2 separate regions of the Gossypium hirsutum genome follow, and region 1 is linked to region 2. The links are chromatin contacts, called in public Hi-C maps. All regions are on one chromosome and are shown on one strand. The core of a region is the stretch at or near the end of the contact, and the rest is flanking DNA. Distances in the headings are between cores, read along the strand shown.

What was found. Hi-C and Micro-C count contacts between places; a contact is called where the count stands out from the background.
Region 1: a contact with region 2 is called in a Hi-C map of leaf, with 2.3 times the contacts expected there. The contact joins the promoter of LOC107948572 here to the promoter of LOC107962265 in region 2. A contact is called at or near these places in 3 of 34 Hi-C or Micro-C datasets (callus and leaf).

The regions. Positions count from the first base shown.
Region 1 is chrA06:104,868,432-104,871,318 of Gossypium_hirsutum_v2.1, reverse strand. It overlaps LOC107948572, which reads right to left and starts at 1,368. Exons shown (of 6, transcript XM_016883162.2): 1 at 1,202-1,368; 2 at 717-749; 3 at 555-618; 4 at 234-389. The coding sequence starts at 584.
Region 2 is chrA06:104,546,396-104,549,563 of Gossypium_hirsutum_v2.1, reverse strand. It overlaps LOC107962265 (protein CHUP1, chloroplastic), which reads left to right and starts at 1,541. Exons shown (of 6, transcript XM_016898583.2): 1 at 1,541-3,077. The coding sequence starts at 1,860.

The DNA.
Region 1 (2,887 bases), core at 119-2,618, 320 kb before region 2:
AGTTAGCAACCAACAACATCTTTTGTTTCTCATGTTTTTGTTGTTTTCATGATTGCAATTTAGTGTTAACCCCTCTATTGCCATGGAGTCACTGATATGCCTCTTATCACAATTTTAAAGCAATGCACTATCTATTCAACATTCTCTTATCATGATAAAAATGGAAGATTTACAACATCATTAAGAAATATATAAATTTAATCCAAAACAAACATAGAAAAAAGAAATCATACCTGAGAGTTTGCTCTAAATGATAGATAGACTAAAGATGCTTCAGGGACAGCCAACTTGCTAGTATCAAAAACAATCAGCAGCTTTGATTTTCTACGATCAGAATATATAACATCCACGGCATGAAACTTCCTGGCTGCTATTCCGGGAATTAGAATCTTATTTACCAGTACAATTGGCCAGGAAAAAAAAAACTAACAATTAAAATGTTTACAGAAAGTAACATTAATTTTACTCAGAAATCAGTTGCAATTCAACTAATTTGAACAGATTTGCAAATGATATAGCCTATATGTATATAAAAAGAACAAATCAGTTAATACCTTACCACCATGTTGTTTTAGCTCAGACATATCATCAAAATATCATCTATTCAATTCATCAACACTGCCCTAAATCAAATTAAAATAATTATTTATATTAAATTTAATGGAAAAAAGAGCACGTTAACAAAATTTCAATAAACAAACACAGCTTAAACTTACAGTCTTGCTCGTTCTTTCTCGATTTTTTCCTTGCTTGCAAGTTGCACACACAAGATAAAAAGTTAAAAAGAACTATAACTTAAAAAATCAAATATTTTAAAGTTAAAAAGGGGGAGATGGAGGAATTATCGTGTAAATATCGAAGAAGCGAATGGATGATTTTGAAGCGAAATGTTGAGGAGGTGAAGGAGAAATCTTTGGGTCATGTCTTATGAGGTATTGACAATTTGAAATCGAAGATCATGCCCGATTTATCTCTCAGTTTACCGTCAACATTTTCAGTTTCGATTTAGATTTCAATTCCCCCTCTCAGAACCCTCTTCCTCTTTCCAACAATAGATGGAATTTTATAGATTAAGAAAAAAAAAACGGAAGAGAGGAAAAGAAAAACTCTATTGAGAGAAAGAAAAAGAAAGCAGAAAAAAGAAGGCAGAAAATTCAGGAAAAGAGGAATGTGGAAGGAACAAAGGGAGAAAATGTTTTACCTGACCCTGCGATGAAGGAGTGTCCGTCTGCTTTTTTCAGGTGAGAAAGTGGGAGAGGGGGAGAGGGCAAAGTGGGGAGCGTCTTTGAAAGAGAGCGTTTCCTTAAACATCGAACCAGTAATCGGTGCTGAGGAAACGGAATAGAAATAAGATAATTTCTCTACATAGGCGCGTAATGGAATAAGCCCGTAATAGGGCATTCCATTGAACCAAACAACTGTTTAGGGTGGGCCCACAGAATAGGGTTTTAATGGCTATGCCATTACATTGAACCAAACATGCGGTAAGTTTGTGCATATGTATGAATGTGTGGAACCAGGATCAATCAATGCAGTAATATCAGTATCAAGTAGCGAAAATGTACCAGTAATGACATCTGGTGCAAAGGCATCTTCTCTAGCACGAATAGAATATGTTCTTACAGGTGCTCGTGCATTTGATCTAATTATTGTATCCCTGGTAGTACCTCGACTACCATTAACATTGCCGGGGTGACGGGGTGGTCTGCCCCACAAAACAGGATTACTCAGCTTTGGAGCTAGTTCTATTTGTTTTTCAACTTTTTCTGGACAATCTCTAAGCAAATGGTCAAATGAACCACACCGGTAGCAAGCTTCACTTCTCAAACGACATTTCCCAAAATGAAATTTGTTGCAATGCTTACACTTTGGCTTGTGATTACTGACACCACCCACACTGGTTACAGATGGTGATGAAGACCTCAGGTTAGAGAGTTGAGAGCCTCGCTCTTTTCCAGAATACCCCATAAAACCGAGCCTCTCTTTCAGCTTGTTTCTTTTCTTTACTCAATTCCTTAGCTTTGTGTGCTCGATCGGCTAACACCGCAAATTCCCTTATTTTGAGAATTCCAATCAAAAACTTGATATCTTCATTCAAACCATCTTCAAAGTGTTTATACATTTCAGCCTTGGTTAGAACCCATTCTCTGGCATATTTCCTCAACCGAACAAATTCTCGTTCATACTTAGATACAGTCATGTCTCTCTGCTTGAGGTCTAAAAATTCTTTCTTTTTCTGATCCATAAATCTCTGACTAACCTAATTTTTTTCTAAATTCAGCCTGGAAGAATTCCCATGTTATGTTCTCTTTCGGTACAATTGTAACACCCCAAACTGGCCTGGAAGTTTGGCTCGAATCTGGTATGTCACATTGAAGTGTTTTTCGAAAACCATATTTCCATTAAAAACCCTTCTTAATAATTAAAAACTTATACCCTTTTTAAACCTTGTTAGAAAACCTCAGCTGAATAACATTCTTAACAACTTTGTAAAGATCTTCGCAGTTCCGAAAGCTTAATTTAAAAAAAATTGCAGATACGTGATGTTTTGAACAACAGTAGTTGCTTTGGAAAACCGTGCTCTAATACTAGCAATTATAAGAACAATAAATAAAATTCCAAATTTGAAATCCAGAAAATTATAACGGCTTTACTGCAACCCACATAAAAACATTTAAAAGTAATAATCAAAACTGTAACATAAACAGTGTGTGTGGCTTCCTCCGAGCCCCTCGAAGCTCCGATCCGTCTAAGGCTGGAAATTATCTGAAAGGTTAATAAACGGAGTGAGTTTACGAAAACTCAGTGTGAGATCCCCTACTATACAAAAGGGACAGTTAGTCATATAAAAGAATTAAAAGTCTGGCCCTAGCCCTACTTACAGTTT
Region 2 (3,168 bases), core at 292-2,791:
ACATGAGATTAAAAGTTACACTATATTTTTTATTTTTTTACTTAGAGTTTAAATTTTTTTACAAAAAGAAAATATTTGTTACATTATAAATAAAAATTTTAATCTCTATAAGTAAAAAAATTATAAAATATAAAATGAGTATGGTAAAATATTAAAAAATAAATATTTAAAAAATTACTAGTTGAGTGGTCATTTTGTAAGTTTTTATAATTCGATAGCTAAAAAATCATAGTTAAGTGACTACTAATGTAATTTAATCTAGATATAAGAAAATGAAAAATAATTATTATATTTTATGTCTATTATATATTTCTATAAAAAAACTTATTTAACATAATTATATACCATATTTAAATAGATTATCTATCTAGTCAAAATACATCTAAAATAAATTTATCAGCATTCATTAGGTGATGAAAATTAAATTAAAATTAGAATTAAAAAATCAATTAGTATAGTAAAATATTAAAAATAAGTAAATATTTAAAAAAGATATATCAATTTTTTAAAATTACAAAAAAATACTATTTTAGTGCCAAATACTCACCATTTATTTATTAATCAAACATTCATAATATAAAATAAAATTAAAATTAAAAATTAAAAGTATAACTTCTAAATTTAAATAATAGAAAATTATTTTAAAAATTAGAATTGCATTGATATTAACTTCAAACATTTAAAGTTGTATAGAAGATTATTGCATGTACAAGTTTATATGTGCAATTTGTTCTCTTTTTTTAATAGTTCTTTTGTATATGTTAACAATTCTAAAATGCAACAAAATTAAATATCTCAAAAGATAATTTTATAATATGAGAAAATATTAACAAAATATAAAAAATAGAAATTGTTTTGTAAAAAAATTATAAAATATAGTGTAGCATTTAGTCTCATGTTATTAGTTAAAAGAGGAAGAAATCCCACATTGTTTAATAACAAGCTGTAAACCTATTCATGAGTCTATATATACAAATATATCATATCCCACATTGCTTAAGAAAACAAGGGAAATGAGACTTTGAGTCTATATAAAGATTTGCTCTATAAATTTTATTTTCATATTAGTTGGTAACACCTTAAAAAAAATGTTGCTATCACTTTGAGTCTTTTTTAAGGTTTATTCTTGTAAATTTTTAAAAAAATTGGTCTATTTTTATAATATTTAAAAAAATTACCTTTGTTAAAAATTTAAACATGGACTAAAACACGTTCTTGGGGGAGTGTATTTGTCACATCAATAAAATGCGTCTATGAGGGTGCAATTTATGCTGATATGGCAAAAATGCTTCCCCAAGGATGCATTTTGCTGGCATATCCTCTACAATCGCGTTGATGTGGACGCGCTTTTAAGGAATTTGGACATTTTCAGTAAATAATCAAAAAATTGACTCATTTTCGTAAATAATTTTGGAAATAAGTTTTTTTTAATAAATTAGCCTATTAAATATAAAATAATAATTAAACAAAAAATATAAAAATATTAGAATAATAGTTTTCATTTAGAAAATGAATGATGTTTTTTTTCCTTTTTCAAATGGAACCAAGAAAAGAAGACCGTTCCTCCATATTCGTACATTTTTAATTTTTTCCTTTTCTTTTTCTTGTTCTTTAATTTAGAGTAGTTTCCCTCTCTTATACTCTCAACTCTCGTCTACACCGATTTAACGTTCCTTTTTTCCCCCTGTTTTCAATTACTCAAATTTCCACAAATTCCCAGACTTCACTGTCTGAAAAACCAAGCTGACAAGGACATTTGTTGGGTGTCCTTCACTTTCTTACAGATCACAATTTAGAAAAATCAATCCTACCCTAAACCATAGAAAACGAGTAAGAGAAAGCAAAAACACACCTTATCAATGGTGGCTGGTAAGGTAAGATTGGCAATGGGGTTTCAAAAATCATCTGCGAACTCAAAGCATGATACTCCATCAAAACCGCCATCGCCATCCCCAAGCTCAGGGAACAAGAACACTACTTCAGCAAAAGCTGTTTTCTCACGTTCATTTGGTGTTTATTTCCCTCGATCCTCAGCTCAAGTCCAGCCTCGTCCACCAGATGTCACTGAGCTTCTCCGATTGGTGGAAGAGTTGAGGGAACGAGAGTCCAGGCTCAGAACAGAGCTTCTAGAGCACAAGCTTTTAAAAGAATCAGTGGCCATTGTCCCCGTGCTGGAAAATGAGATCGTCGTTAAAAATGCAGAGTTGGGACGAGCTTTGGAAGAGATTGAGGGCTTGAGAAACAAAAACGCGATGTTGAAAACAGAAGTAGAGGAGATGAAGGGAAAGATTGAAGAAGAAAAGGAGGAGAAGGAGAAGAAAGTGAGAGAAATGGAAGAAGAGATAGCGGAGCTGAAGGAAACGGTGTCGTCTTCCTCTTCTGATCGTAATAGTAAGGCGGATATTACGGCGGAAACCGACGAATTGATTTCCTCTTCGCAGCAGTTTCAAGGGTTTGTGGAAGTTAGTGTGAAGTCCAATTTGATAAAGAATTTTAAGAGAAATAATAATAATAATAAATGTACGAACGCCATTGTTTTTAGTGCTTTCAGTAATGAGAAAGTTGAGAGCTCGGAGTTCAAAAGAGAGGAAATCGAAAATGAGAGACCCAGACACTCGAGGAGTAAGTCGGAGGAAATCGTTGAGTCTACTAGTGTTAACATCAGATCTCGTGTTCCTAGAGTTCCAAAACCACCGCCGAGACCTTCGTCGTCGTCCTCATCTTCATCCACGTCATCCAATAGCTCCTCTGATTCCACAGAGAAACAAATTTCTCCACCACCACCACCTCCGCCGCCTCCTCAGGCAGCAGTGAAGCAAGTTTCACCTCCTCCACCACCGCCTCCGCCTATAAAAGCTATTGCGCCGCCACCACCACCGCCGCCTCAGAAGGGGATGAGGACAATTGCAGCAAAAGTGAAGAGAGTTCCGGAGGTTGTGGAGTTTTATCACTCGCTTATGCGCAGGGAATCAAAAAGAGAGGCGGGTGGCTGTAGCGTGCCGGAGGTTTTACCGGCAACCGCGAATTCAAGGGATATGATAGGGGAGATTGAGAATCGGTCAACTCATTTGCTGGCGGTGAGTTTCGATTATTTTTTTTAGTATTTATTTACGATAATGCCACTGTGACAGGTGACTAGTTGTCAATTGCTCTCTCTTGATTTATTTG